Linked DNA regions of Mus musculus: region 2 is linked to region 1. Evidence: chromatin contacts called from public Hi-C data. All regions are on one chromosome and are shown on one strand. The core of a region is the stretch at or near the end of the contact, and the rest is flanking DNA. Distances in the headings are between cores, read along the strand shown. Region 1 overlaps Eefsec (eukaryotic elongation factor, selenocysteine-tRNA-specific). Region 2 overlaps Ruvbl1 (RuvB-like protein 1).

Region 1 (7,629 bases), core at 2,726-5,225:
AAGGTGATTAATTTTTTTTTAAAGAAAGAAGCAGAACTGTATTCTGCTGTCCCAGTAACAAAAGGAATTAGGGGAGGGGGTGGCAGGCAGGCTGTGTAACCACAGAACCAAGTCCCTCTGAGGCTCTGGAGCACACTTGATGGCTCGCATACCTCTTTGATTGGGAGGAAACAGAGGCAACGGGCCCTGCATGCCCATTTTGATGTCTTAATGTTGCCTAATTCCTTCTTTAATTTATATTAAGCTTCTTAGCAACAACAATGAATTCTTCAAAAACAAAAAAGGACCCTTTGCAGAGATATTCCCGCACCAAGTTAACTGAAGACGCAATGCAGCCCAGCTTTGGAGATTGAGGTACTTTGGAGATAGGGGTGTGTGCGGAGGAAAAATGGCATAGTATGTATAAGCTTTCTAAAAAAGAAAACCAAAATCACTCTAATCCAGACAGGAAATGACTTGGTCTTGAGACTCAGATGGAGGCTTTGCCTATGGAGGGCAGCCTAGGGAGACATTTTCTGTCAGCCATTGAGCTGTCAACCACCTAAGGCCAGCTTCCTACTACTTGATCCTGAGAGGTTGCCACCCCATGAGGTAACTGCAGCTCCTTGAAGCATGTGTTGGCACTAAGACATCCCCAGGTCCAGGTCCTCACTGACAAGGAGGCACTTCATGTGCAACATGGAACCCTGGACTTTCTGGCAATCCTACCCCAAGCCCCTGTGCACAGTGAGGGCTAACATATGCTCCTTAAAGGTTCCAGGGCCTCTTCAGTGCAGGTCCTGTTGATTGGGCCATGGTTTAGTCTATGTGAACTTCCCAGTCACTGTTGCAAGCCCCTCTCTGCTTATTCACCTCTGTGCTGTCCAAAATCCTTTTAGAACAAATCTTAACCATCTCTCCCAGTTCAGCCTCTCCTGAAGAAATCTCTAGATCCCCACATGTGCTCAGATGGTCTATAATGCCTAGGTACCACATTGCCTGCCTCCTACAGAACCTTTCTCATGCTTCAGCTGCCTCAGTTCCAGTCTCTGCTGGGCTCCCTCACTGGATTGATTATGGCAACTGCCTTAGTGCCTTCTGCCTAGACTTTCAATAAGAGGAGTGTTGTACCTTGGTAGTCTTCCTCCTGGGATCAAGGCCCTGAACTTTCCTCTGAGACTTCAGCAAGGCCATATTAGTCCTTTCAGCTTGCCTGGAACCAGCAGAAGGGTTCCTGAGTATGGTTCTGTTCCAGACAGCCTCTAAACCCACAGAGGCTGGGGGTGAGGAGCATAGCTTCTGACTGCAGCAGCAGATGAGGAAGGGGGAGTCCTGGAAAACAGGAGCTCTTCCAACTCTGCTGGCCATATCCACCCAGACTTGGAGCCCTTTGGGGCGAGGATAAGGAGGGAGTCCCAGATCTATCTGTCCCCTCCCCTCAGGCTCAATCAGAGTTGCCAGGTGGGGATGCCCACACCTTTTAGGCAGTGGGCCATGGTGTTGGATGGACGGGGTGAGAGGGCAGTGGGGCAGCATGGGCACAGAGCTGAGGTGTGTTGGGAGTGGGATAGAACCATGACCAAGCTAAGTGGGGTGGGTAGGTAGTAAGAATGAAAAAGGGAGAGAGATGAGTGGTCTCTGCAGGGCAGGGTTGCAAGAAGTGTGCTGGTGGCTGAATACCTCCTATTTAATGGGTCCATGGGATGTTAATCTCATGTCACTTCTGATACTGCCATTCCAGCATCCCCTCACATGTCCTCTTACCTAGCCAGTGCCACATGGGTATCCCACAGGTGAGCCACTACCCAGGCAGGTAAGGGCTCACAGCTATGGTCCAGGGCTGTGCTTATGAAGTGCCCACTGCAGCCTGGTGCTCAAGGCAGGCCAGATCCTTTACTGCTTTACTGTCACCAGGGAGGTCTAGGCTTCAGGACATCTCTACAGAGACTTTTGGGAATTAGGCTTCTACACTCTGGGTCACCATGGGGAAATGTTGTTTGGCTGCATCTGAGGGCTGCTGGGTGTCCCCATGTGGGGAAAGTTGTTTTGAAATTAGCTAAGTGCTACCTAGAGGGACCTTGAAGGAAGACCATCTTACTGGCCACAGAAAGCTTAGTTAGTGCCCCACTGTCAACAGATCTCTGGGCCAGTCAGAGAAAATGCTCACTGCATGGTGACTATGTTCCAGACAGTCATACCTTAACTGCAGCCACTTCTAGACCATTCATATGCCAGGAAACTGAGGGCCAGAGACACTCAGGAAGTTGCCCAGGACCACAGGGTGGACTTCCTCATTTAGATCAATGCCTTCAACACTTTGTACACCTCTTCCACCTTCCCTTCCTTGTGCTTAGGGGCAGTGCTGGCTATGGTGTGGTCTGCTCCAATCTACAGGTTCTGAGGACCTATATTTTCCTGGTAAGTGGGAAAGATTAAGGAAAGGCAGCCCTAATGCCGGAGGGGTTGAGGGCAGGGTCCTGATGGCTTCCCAAGAAGTATTTTCCCCCACCACTCAGGAAGGCAGAATTTTAATGCTCTCACCCTCCACATGTACACTCTTTAACATAAGTTAATCTTCAATTAAAATACCTAGAGCAGAAATTACGATAACTGGTTTAAAAGGTAGAGCTATTGACAATAAAAGTCATCTTCATATTACCTTCATATTGCTTTTTCTTTTTCTTTTTTAAAAAAAATCCACATATTAAAAACGTCATTTTTATGACTTGGGGGAAAAAGCCATAGAGAATAATGAGACTGAACAAAGGCTCAGGAGCAGTCATTTTCCAGGGCCCATATGTGGCATCCTGATTACTGTATCAGCTCTGCTGCCAGAGCAGAGGGAAAAACAAGCCCAGGTGACCGATATACTGTCCTCTGTGGCTGGCAGATGAAGGGCAGGGGTGGCATGGCAGCATGGTCCACATCTATGCTCCTGAAGCTGCGGGCTGACAGCTTATCCCTCATCGCCATTTGCCTGCCACCCAGGGTGTCTAATCACACAGTCAATGCTCTGTGTAAGATGATTGGCTATACCTGTGTAGCCTCTAGGGAGTATCTCAGACCTGGCTGTGGCTTGAAGTGGTATGTCTCATTGGGACACTGACACTCCAGCCTGCTTTCCTGCCATAACTGCCAAGGCTAGGTGCAACTTTAATTTTTTTCAAACCTTATTTTTAATGATGGTTCTTAAACGCTTTAACCTCCCTTGTAGCCTACCACCCACAAGAGGTAGTGGAAAAGAAAGGACATGGGGGAAGGGGACCTGTTTAGAAAGGTTCTTTAGAGTAACTCTTGTCTGTGTTGTCTGGAAACCAGCAGTTCAGTTCATAGGTTGGCAGTGGCAGCTCGATCCACTCACAAACACTTCATGGATACATTAGCAGTCCAGTTCTGTAGAGTCGGGTTAGCAACAGTGGTGATATGACCTAGCAGAGAGAGTTAGGCCTCAGCCTCGGCTCCAGTCAGCAGGAGGGACCCAGAGGAACACCAGGAAAAGTTCTCAGCTGTGCCTTTCTTAGGGAATCGAAGATCGCAAAGATGTGAGACCCATAAGCATTGTATAGCTAGCTGTACCTGCAAGCCAAGCTCTGTCTCCATCACTCCGTGGAGTCCTATTTACACCCTCCAAACATCATGTGTCCTCCACGTGCCTCGCCTCAGCACAGGTCTTGCCTCAGCACATGCATCCAATCAGCCTGAGTCCATAGAGTCCTGACAAATGCAGCTCAACTATGCAGTGTAAATTGGACTGATACACGGTGTAGTATTAGCAAAGAATCCTTCATCATATGTCCTTTCACATGTTTGCTTTAACAGAACATCCTCCTGCCTGTGTCTGCTTCAGTGAAATGTTCCTTCATGAGTCTGCCTTAGTCTTTCACCTCTGTTCATTCTGGGAAAACACTCTTTCATGTGTTTGCCCTGGCAACACACCTTCCAACATAACTGACTCTCCAAAGAACCCTTCAGTTTCCACTTCAGCTAGGTCTCCTCGTACTGAGAGCACATGGGTCCTTGTTCCCAAAGCAGGTCTGGAGGGCAGTACCCCTCAGTGACCATGCCTTGGTTCTTCTCCCCAAATGGCCCGTGTGTTCCAACCTCTTGCCTTCACAGCAGCTATCTCGACCTCTTATAGAACCATGCAGCATAGTGGCTGATGGTCTAAAGTGGCTCTTGTCTACTGACATGTGACATTTTCCAAAATACCACACTGTGCTCTGACCCAGCTGAGGTTTGTCCTTATGGCTCCAAGTTGTGGTTCATCACAGCTAGTGGAGTTACTCACATATATGGAGGCCCTCAGGCAGGCCTCTGATGTGGAATACTTCTCACATTTGGGCCTTTCTAGAAGCTCTTGGGAGCTTAAGGGCCACAGATGGTTGGGCTCCTCACTGGGGACCTAATGTGTGCTCTGTGGCATCTTGGTTCCAGTCTAGCACAGCACCAAAACAACAGCCATTGTCAAGATCTGGATTCCAGTCTGGACCTTCGAAGCCTGGCCAGTGCTATGAGAAGGCTATTTTTGAAGGGACGTAGGATCATCTCTGGGATCAGTTACAGAGCCTGAGGGACAGCGTGCTGTGCTGGCAAGGTCCTGGAGAACAAAGACAGCTCTGCCTCCACTAGCAAGCAATGCCTCTCCTTTCTACCCAGTGCCGCGTAGTTAGGGCTAGTGAGGGGCCAGAGGAATCAGGACAGGAACCAGTGTGCTCTGAAGGAGATGGGTCTATCACTTCCTGTCCAACTTCATTCCCTATCATGCAGTGTACACACAGAGAGAGAGAGAGGCATTTTCCTCTGATATCTTGTTACCATGGATGGTAATTGGTGTACTAGGGTAAGGTTAGACAGGAGAACATTGTGGCCTGGGCACTTGCCTGCCTCCCACCGTAAGGGAGTGGGGTGAGAGGGTGGCTCTTGTCATGGGACATGGCTTCCTCTACTGATAAAATGTGCCACCTCTGCTGAAGCCCTTGTTTTAGTGGTCAGGCTTGTCCCTCCAGTTCCCAGGACACAGTGGTTAGAAGTGGAGCCATAGACAGGCTCCTCAGATAAAGTGCTCCTGTCGCTGCCTCTGCCTCCCATATGCTGTATGATGCCTTCTGGCTCAGAGTGACTCCTCTAGGTCTGCTGTGTGCAATGTGGCCCCCTTAACTCAATGATTCTCTAAATTCAAAGAGCACTACCTTCACTATAACCTTGGATTGTCAGGACAGTATGGGTTATTAGGAGTCATATGCTACCACATACTAGGGTACACACAAAGAAAGGGGTGTTTGGAGCCTGTGACCTTTAACCTCAGATTTCTTGGCCTTGAGGTCCAAACCCAGGAAACCAGATCCTTACTAGTGCTTACTGAAGAGCACAACAGCGACTTACCAGTTGCTTGCACCATCTTCCGTGATCTGGGCATGAGGACTGGGATACTGAGGGACGTGGGGTAGAGGCATGGCACACAGAAACAATACAAATCTCTCTCTCTCTTCTGTGACAGCCCTGTCAGAAGTCATTGCAGCCTACTAGTTGCTATAATCTGAGGATATTGCCCAGCAGCTGCACAGCCTGCTCTCAATAAATATATGTTTGTGTCCTCTTGGCTCAGGTCTCTGGCAGGGACCTTGTATGTCCTATGCTGGTGTCCCTTGGCTCCGCTAGTACAGAGTACTGTCTACCTCTCTGTGGGTTCTGAAGAACAACTTGGCTTGGCTGTGTCAGCCCCAGCCCTGCACTAGAAGTCTGCTTCCTGCTCTTGCAGGAAGTGGAACACAGGCCCACTCCTGACCACATCATGAAGACAGCAGGATTAATGCAATATCCCCATTAAGTCAGGATATCCATAAAATAACTGTGTCCAATGAAAACCAAAACCCCTGTATCTGGACCATCTTTTTACACACACACACACACACACACACACACACACACACACACACACACACACACACACACCATGATGTCAGGCTGTCTAACAGTGTGGTGTTAGAGACAGCTAGGGTTGCTCCCTGGTGCTCAGGGTGGGTATCCTTAGGCATGCTCCTTCTCCAGTCCCATCTGTAAACTGAAGAAAAGGGTTCCATGGCAAGCAGTGGCTAGTCTATCAGGGACTCGTGGCCAGTGCTATGCCCAAATGACATATACTATCTGTGGCCCTGTCTCCCAGACTCTGCCATTAACAGCACAGTAAACTGAGGAGAAATCAGAACTTGTCTCAGCAAATGCTATCAGGGCCCTCAGTAGGGAGAACTGTACCCAGCTTTTAACCTACAGTGCAGTTTTTACTCACTCTGAGTTCTGCTTTTCTTTTACAAGGAAAACCAGACCGATGAGAAGAGCCAGAACAGGGCTCTAAGTACTACGGCCTGCATATTTGTTAAGACTTCCACGGCTCCCCTAGGCAGCTCCAGCATTGGTGGGAAAGCAGGGGGCCCGGAGAGCTCCTTTGAAGGCCTATACCTTATTGCTCTGTGACACACTACAAGGCAGTCTGTATGGGCAGTGGTAAGCAGAGCTTACACAAGCTGGCTGTGGTGCTACCTATCCCTGCATGCACTGTGCCTGATGCCAGGGTTCCAACATAGTTGCCCACATATTCAAGGAAGAAGTGGGCTCTGGTGTCCAAGGGTCAGGAGGGAACATGTCAATTTTGACCAGGGAACCCTGCGTCTCGAAACTCTGAATTATGTTTGCCAGGATGGATGTCAAGGTGTGGCTGGCTTGTTGCATCTTTCTTTAACTTGAGACAAGCTATGGTCTCTCATCACCCACCATACTCCTAGCTCACATATCTACTTTGTAGCAGCACTGTTTTGCAATGTCCCTTGCAGTTCCCTCTATTCTTCGAGAAAGCTTTCTTCAGATCAATTCACTTCCCAGAGCATTGTGTGTTACTGTTCTTGGAAACCTGGCCTTTTGTAAAAAAGAGCACATCCAGTGACATAAATGGGCCACTGTGATGCTGTGTGTCTGAGTGCCATGAGAGGTCTGGGATGCTGCTAGCAGCACCAGTAGCCTATTAGGGACGTCTGTCTGCTCCTCCACAGCACCAGCCCACTCAGGCCTATCTGGTACTATTCTGCCTGCAATGCCATAGGCTCAGCCTCCTCTGCCCGTGTGGGTAAGCAACAGGAGTTTGCAAGGATGCAAGTTTGCAAGCCATGGCTGGCTCTGGGAGGTCTGTATTGCCCAAGCCGCCTGGGAAGTGGGAATGAGGCTCGGAAGTTCTCAAGGTGACTGTGTACAAGAAACCAGTGTGGCCCTGACTGGTTATGCCTGTGCATGTGGAGCTGTCCCACGAGTCTGGGTGCCCTGTACTCTATAGATACAGGCATATTTGGCTATCACAGGCCAACCTTGGCCCCTGGGTACGTACACTTTATAAATAGTGAGCCTACATTCCCATGGCAACACCTGGTCTCTGCTTTCTATGGTGGCCCCAGAAAAGCAACTTTCCTGTACTCCTTGCTTGCCTGGTGGCCATCTCAGTTATCTACAGCGCTACAGGTATTGTGACAGGGACAACCTCCCTTGAGTCAGTTGAGTGATGGTACCTCTGGAGTCTATAGGCATCCTGACTGCCAGTTATACTCTGGGTGACCATCTGGGGCCTTAGAGCAGGGGCAGGATGAGGCAGGGATAGGAACAGCAGGC
Region 2 (7,629 bases), core at 3,195-5,694, 220 kb after region 1:
AGCTCCCTCTGTCTCCAGTTAATCTGCTGGATTTGCCCTTTATCGGGAAGTGCATACAGTTACGGGTGTTGGGGACTCTGGAGAAAGTATCGGGTATCTGTGACCCGCCGGTAGCTTCCTTCTCTTGGCAGAGGGTAGTGGGCACACTGGGTTGGGCACATGGGGGGATTGTCAGGGAGGCTGTCGTTGTTAGGCTGCAGTTGGGACCCGACCCTCTATCTCACTGAGCTCTGCCATTTGAGGGCTGGGCAGTGAAAACCCACACAGCATTCACTGTCTCTCTGTCTACAGAGGCAAGGCAGGTGTGACACCTATGCCACAGAGTTTGACCTTGAAGCTGAAGAGTACGTCCCTTTGCCAAAGGGAGATGTGCACAAGAAGAAGGAAATCATACAGGATGTGACCTTGCATGACCTGGATGTGGCTAATGCGCGGCCTCAGGTACTGCTGTGCTGCTGTGGGAGGAGCTCTCGGGCAGCCTTTTGTCTCTGCCTGGAAGCTCTGGGGATGAATCGGCAAGGTCTTGCTGCCACTTTGGAGGCAGGCGCTCCTTTTCTCTCTGTGATGTTCGGCAATTAACATGGGCATGAGCTACGCAGCACTCCTTTGTTCCCATTCTAGTGCACCAGTCACAGATGATTTCCTGGGCTATTTCTTCTTGCAGCCAAGCCTCCCGCCCTGAGCTAGCCAACTTCCTCCCTGGCTTCTCTCCAGCAGTGACTTGTGCCTGGATGCTCTAGGTATTGCTGACAGGAGGGCATGAGTGCTGTGTGAACCCTCACAGGGTTTCTGAAAGCCTCGCACAACTGTGACCTCCCTCCACTTAGCAGAGCCTTGCCACCTTTAGCTTTGAGCTGGACCCAAGCCCGCAACTCTGGAGGGACAGTAAATATTTAGACCTTGACTGATAACTGTAGGAAAGGATGTCATTCCATAGCCACAATTCTGAGGGACATGATTCAAAGAACCAAAGTACACAAATTCCTTACTGGTGGCCTTTCAGGTTACATTTATCTTCATCCTCCCTAGGCCACCTCTGCAGCAGCAGTGGAGAATGGGCCCATCGAGGCTTTGTTCAAGAGATTGTTGACATCAGTCCTAGACCAGCAAGTGCCTTTAGGAGGTAGATGTCTGTCTCCAAACTGACCTCAGAAGCCTCTGCTTTAGGCAGAGTGTGGGGACAGAGTGTCAGCAGAGCAGCTTCCTAACAGGAGGGGCCTCGCAGGAAGATGGCACAGACAGCCAGAGCTTTGAGTCATAGCTTTGGTCCTTTGTGCATAATCCAGGAGTAACAAATTTTAAAAGATAAAGTGGGAGAAGAGGTCACCCTGTTCACTCTACTCCCAATGGAAAGAGTTTGTTTGATTCCTAGAGGTCTGGAGCCTGTGAAGTTCCTCTGTGTTTAGAAGCTTATCAAGGAAGCTGGGCATGATGCCACCCACATGCCTTAATCCCAGCAGGAGGCAGAGGCAGGTGGAGCTTTGAGTTCAAGGCTGCCTGGTCTACAGTGCAAGTTCATGGACAGCCAGGGCTACACAGAGAAACCCTGTCTAAAAAAATGTACATACATGAAAACACATACATGAAAATATAAACTTTCCAGGGGGCTTGTGTTGGCATCTCCAAGTGAGTTGACATTGGAGACCAGTAGGAAGCAGGGGAATTAGGTTTGGTAGCCTCCTTAGACAGCATGGTCATTCAGTCTTCTCTGGCTGACTGAGTCTTCTCTTTTCCAGGGTGGGCAAGATATTCTGTCTATGATGGGCCAGTTGATGAAGCCAAAAAAGACAGAGATCACAGGTAAGAGCTGGTGATCTGCCTGCCCCCAGAGCCTACAGTAGATCAGGACCCTGGGTGCCAAACCCAGTGGCTGTATGTGCTCCTCTAAGTAAAATAAGCGTGGTGATGGTGTCTTCCCTCCTCTGAGATCACAGCTTAAACCTTGTCATCTGTGCTCTGTTTAGACAGTAGTGTGCTCTCTGGTCCTGGGCACCTAGAGTTTCTGGTCCCTTTGGGGTCCTAGGGATGTTGAGAAGTGGAGCGAACTCTGCTGCCATGGCAGCACCACCTTCTTCCCTCTGCCCTGCTCTGGTGTGGCCTTTATACTCTTCCCACCTCTGTTATCGTTTCCTAGCAACCTGTAGGTTGGTGACTGTGTGTGAAGCATGAAGTCTCTGTGATCTTGGAGGTCTCAGCTGGACGAGCAGCTGAGACGGTTCTTCCAGATCCCAAGAGCAGCTGTGTCTGGATTTTGCCTGGCTTTGTGTGGCTGATGAGACAGGGTTTCACTGGTTAGTCTAGGATCACCTTGACTAAGAGATGCTGCATTTCCTCCTCAGCCTTCCTAGTTCTGGGGTCACAGGTGTGTGTGCTGCATGCAGCAGCAACCACTGTAGTCTTTTGCCCTGAATTTGCTCTTTGTTCTCAGGCAATTCTTACTGGTAGATTTGGTAGAAGAGGTAGCAACTCCAGCAGATCTTACAGTTCTGTTTATGACCAGACCCTACTGCTGCGGTTAAGACTGGGCTGTGACTCGTGGTGGCCTATTTGACTATGGATAACATCTTGTAAGGCCTGAAACCATCTTCCTGTTTGGAGAGGACTGAGACTGCGTGTGATTGAAGGCAACGTCACACAGGGCCATAAGACAGGGTCATTCACAGAGCACAACATAGGAATATTTGCATATGAAAACTCCTGTCGTCCCAGGCTCCCAAATCTGCTAGACTTGAGTTCTAGTGGGAGCTGGACATCGGGTTGGGAGGATGAGCAATAAGGCAGGGTGGGGCGTGTGAGGAGGTCATGGCCTTCCTGTGCACAACCCACTTGGGGTTAGCCAAACAACTTTAGGGAAAGCTGCCAGTTCTGTGGCCTTTAGGTGTGTTTGTTCCTGTTTTAGATGATGTAACTGAAGCTGGAATGGGGCCAGGGCCTGCTGGGGCCTCACAGTTGGGGAAACAGGTGTAGGGTGGGTTTGGGTGGAAGTCCGAGCTCAGAGCGGGAGCTATTTGCTGGTGCTGACCCTGCCATCCCACATCTAGATAAACTTCGAGGGGAGATCAACAAAGTGGTGAACAAATACATTGACCAGGGTGTGGCCGAGCTGGTCCCTGGAGTGCTTTTTGTCGATGAGGTCCACATGCTGGATATCGAGTGCTTTACCTACCTGCACCGAGCCCTGGAGTCCTCCATCGCCCCCATTGTCATCTTTGCATCCAACCGAGGCAACTGTGTCATCAGGTAGGGCCTCACGCCTGCTCCAAGGCTTCCCACCTTCCTTCTGAACGAGTGTTCTCCTTGGTTCGCATGCCTGCATGCCATGAGGCAGATGGGGAAGAAGCAAGGATGTGTCTTGGGTTGTTCTGATGAGGAAGGTCTTCCCAGGGGTCTTTTGGGCTATGGAGTGTGCGAAGTAATGGTCGCATAGGGGCTGGTCTTTAGTGGGATGTCATGAGCTAGCTAACTTCCTGTCTCCTGCAGAGGGATAGGTATTGCTAGCTTCACTTCAGGTGAGGGAACTGAATGGTGTAACTCTTCCCACCCCAGACCTTTCTTGAGAGGTTCAGTAGAGCCCTGGAGAGTGGGTCTTCGTACAGTCTCTCCTGTGTTAATACAGCCCCAATGCTGGGGTGGAGGGGTTTTCCAGACTCACTTTTTCCTAAGTACTCTGAGCCTGAGCTGCAGAGAATGTACCAGCTTTTGTCTGAGGCCCATGTCAGGTTCTCATGTGCGGTTTTAGTGCCCTAGAGGTTTTCTGTGGTCCTGTGGGACAGTCAGGGCTGGTCTCTGCAGTGCTGGGATGTAAAGGGCTTCTTTTCAAGCCCACAGCTGTTCCAAGAGACAGTGCCCTGGGGCTGTGTGATCTTGACAGTGGTCACTGGAGACACTATGGTCCTATGGCCCTCGAGTATTCAGGACAGCCGAAGCCACCCAGACTGCTGGCTTGCCTGTCCATGATGGTGGACCATATAGAATGCCACTGGCCCTTGCTGGAGAAACTTAGTCTACACACTGAGATTGTCCACACCGGGTGCTGGTGGCCCTGGGGAGTAAGTAGTCTGGTATTTGCTGTGAGCGTAGTGCATTACAACAGCAGCCACCCTCAGTTGTGTCCCCTATGCACTCTAGTTGGGATATGTTTATGGTTCAAGTGTAGATGGTGGCATTGTGTGTTCTGGCACCCCGTGATGCCATCTGGATAGGAACATATCACAGGTGTGTCCTGTAGTCTTGGGGAAGCTGCTGTGCCAGGTCCAGGCCGGCTGCTGGGGAGACTCAGGGCCCCCAGTCAGCGTCTATAGACTCCATGTGGGCCTGGCTCCGGAAGCCTGGCACCTGTGGCTCTGCTGGACACTTGCTTTCTTGCACAGCTTCATCTGGGCTCAGTATGGACACATGGTGCCCCCTGCTGGGAGCTCTGCCAACAGAGCTAACTGAAACCAGCGGGTGCCAACAGAGGCTGGCAGCTCTTGGACCCCGTTGCCAGGGCTTTCTCAAGAGGAAGGAGCCCTTGATCCCAGCCTGCTTGTGAGAACCAAGCTCTAGCCAGCTGCATGAACTCTACAGAGTGGGTTGGTGCTGAGTACCAGCTCCGTCGTGCTGACATCATCCGCAGGAGACCCACCACACTGCTGCTCCCATTGACTTGGGCAAGCAGGGCCTGGGCTCTCACCACGTAGGCATGTGGCTTGGATTTGGGTGAAGACTGAGCTCCAGAGTACACTAGTGTGGTTAGGATGCTAAAAGTCAGAACTTTAGGAATATCTACACAGTGTGACAATCTGTAACAAGTCGTCATAGCCTTCTCCCTGGAGGAGCTGCCAACCTCTTGCACCATCAGCATTATATCTGACATGTTGAGGGCTTGCTCCTTGTCAGGGTTCTAAAGTCTGTATGAGCCCCTATGGAGTGGTGTCAGGACACCCTGCCACCCAAGGACAGATGAGGCTGTCTCCCGGTGGTAGACTGCAAGCCGCAAGGGCTGCCACTTAGCTTGCTGGAAAGCCCACATGATGCCCTCAACCCAGCTGGGCAGTGAGTAGGTATAAAGTGTTGCATGGCATGGTGCAGAGCTGGCCTCAGGGGACACTAGGCTCCCTAGGTTGACCTTAGACGTCTAATCTTCCTGCTTTTCAACTTGTGGGGTTACAGATGTGCCCAGTTTCTGTTTTGCTTGTTTGCCTTTACTCTTGAGTAGTAAATTATTATGTACATCAATAATGTTTGAACATTACATGAATGTATTTGAGTATTTTCTACTATTCTTTGGGTAGTCTTAATCAATTTTTTTGGCAGTCTTTTGACACAGTTTAAAATTTTTATTCAAAACTCTTAATCTTTAGGGTAGGAGTTCAGCTCAGTGGAGCACTTACCTTGCATGTATAAGTCCTTGGTCTTCAGCCCCTGCCCCCAGGAACAAATTCCAGGCTACTTTGAAGTGCAGTCTGCCTGCTTTGTGCTTTGTTCTTACATAAGGAGCACTGTCTAACCTGAGACCACAGGCACATGCCTTTGTTTTCTCCCAAGAATTTATAATTCGGCTCTGGGTTTGTAAGTCAATTGGGATTAATTTTGAGCATGGTCAAAGAAGGGCCGATTCTACATCTAGACATAGATATAGATGTCCAGCTGTCATAGAGCCATTTGTTGAGATGACTGTCCTTGCATGCATTTGTATGCACCACATATGTGTGTACAAGTGCCATGGAGGTCAGAGGATGTTGGATCCCCTGGGACAGTTACAGGAGGTTGTGAGTCCCTGGTAGTGGTGCTGGAAACCTAACTTGGGTCCTCTGGAAGAGCAGTAGGATCTTTTACTTAGCGAGCCTCTCCTCAGCCCAGAATGACCATTTTTCTTACCAAGTTGCATTGCAGCCAAGCATACGGCTGCCCTTTAGAAATGTCTCATTGTGTCTACTGGGCCAGCCAGGCTCAGGCACGTGTCAGGGAACTGCCCATTAAATTGCCCAGGTGTTTACCACATTCTTAGTTGTCTCTGTCATTATGGATTACAGAGAGTAGCAGGCACTGATCCTCCATCAAGTGCATTGTTACCTGTGAACATTTGGTGATATCTGTAGACGGTTTTATTTCTCATGACTCAATGCTGTGGGTGTCACACAGCATCTCACAGTGCATACGACAGCCTCTGACAGAACATGAGGGGTCTAGGAGTCAACAGTGGCCCAGTACAAGAGCCCAGAGTTTCCAATGGAAGAGTGTTAAAGAGGGGGTGCGTCACTTGCTCAAGCACAAGCTATGTTTCCAGAGGCCCTGCCTTATCTCTGCAGAGGCGCCATACTTAAGCTCAAGGAGCATTGCCCTGTGGGCTCACACCCCGGACTGTCTGCCTGGAAGCCCACTATCCAAAATCCATTCCTTAACAAATCTGTGATAAGGTGTGGCCCCTCCGTTCCTTGGTCGGGGGTTGGGGTAGGGGGAGCTGCCACTGAGCAGGGTCTCTGCGCTTTGCTCATCTCGGATGGGATTCTGTAAATTGTTGCCCATGACCGTGTTTTCCAGAAGCATCTTTATGCTTGAGACTCAGCCTGGATGACTAAGTCGTGCTTGGCAGCCCTTAGTAACTGAGTGGGCTGTTGGTTTACATTTTAGCTTTATGAACTCATCTATAAGAAAGCTCGTTACCCCATCTGTGTAAGTTCTGTTCTTTTGGGGCTGGGGACTTCATTTCTCACATAGATTTCCAGTGAATTTCTTGTGTTTTTTTATCATGTTTAAATCAAAGACTGTGGAAATTTGACTATTTTTGGTTTTAGGCTACTTCAACATGGCAGATTTCAGATATTAAGATGTCCTCAGAATTCTGGCCTTCCCCACTACCCACAATAAACTTTAAGAAGAGTTGAAAGGGTATTCAGTAACAAAAATTTAAACATCATTTTTAAACTTTTTTTTTTTAAAGAAGATGGTAGCTATTCTAAGTACTGTGATTTGAATCCTGATAAAACTTGTCATGTTACAATTCTCTCTTATTATTCTTGTATAGCTTAATGGTAACCTTGAACTCCTGCTCCTCCTGAGGCGCGGTAGTAGCACAGGCTTGTTCTTCATGGCCGGTCTCGTGCTGTGCTGAGGATCAGGCCTAGAGTGCCATGCTTGTTAGGCAAGCACTCTGCTGAGCAGCCCAGTCCTAACATTTACCGTTTGACCCGTTTCCAACTGTAAAACTCATTGACATACGACACAACCATCAGTGCTATCTATAGTTCCAAGCTTTTTAAAGGATATATTCTTTTTTTTATATATATACCTTATGTGTATAAAGATACATGTGTGCATGTCTGTGCACCACATGCATGCATGAGCCTGTGGAGGCCAGAAGAAGGCATTAGACCCCCTGAAGTTGGAGTTATGGTCAGCTGTGAGCCACCACGTGGGTGCTAGGAAAACCAAATCACAGGGCCTCTTCAGGAGCAGTGACACAGAGCTTACACAGAGCCCTCGACACAGAGTTGTCCTCCAGCGCCTGTTTCCAGAACCTTTTCCTCACCTCAAAACCAAGACTGCTGTGGCCCCGATTAGCATCCAGTCCCATCCTCCCTGCTCAGGCTGCATCGCCTCTGACTACCTTCTGTGCACGGCCACTTTGTTTTCCTGGCATGCAGTCTG

What was found. Hi-C and Micro-C count contacts between places; a contact is called where the count stands out from the background.
Region 2: a Hi-C map of nephron progenitors shows a contact between it and region 1, with 3 times the contacts expected there. The contact joins two enhancer-like sites. A contact is called at or near these places in 8 of 484 Hi-C or Micro-C datasets (the C10 cell line, bone marrow-derived macrophages, double positive thymocytes and 4 more).

The regions. Positions count from the first base shown.
Region 1 is chr6:88,263,311-88,270,939 of GRCm38.p6, forward strand. All of the region lies in intron 6 of Eefsec (eukaryotic elongation factor, selenocysteine-tRNA-specific), which reads right to left. Among named protein-coding and RNA genes, the nearest start is that of Dnajb8, 45 kb to the left of the region's middle. Within about 2 kb of position 3,976, at least 6 of the 459 cell types and tissues checked have an H3K27ac peak or open chromatin away from gene starts, as enhancers often do.
Region 2 is chr6:88,482,672-88,490,300 of GRCm38.p6, forward strand. Ruvbl1 (RuvB-like protein 1) reads left to right here. Exons shown (of 11, transcript NM_019685.3): 6 at 292-441; 7 at 1,737-1,800; 8 at 3,042-3,240. Among named protein-coding and RNA genes, the nearest start is that of Gm46965, 5.1 kb to the right of the region's middle. Within about 2 kb of position 4,445, at least 21 of the 459 cell types and tissues checked have an H3K27ac peak or open chromatin away from gene starts, as enhancers often do.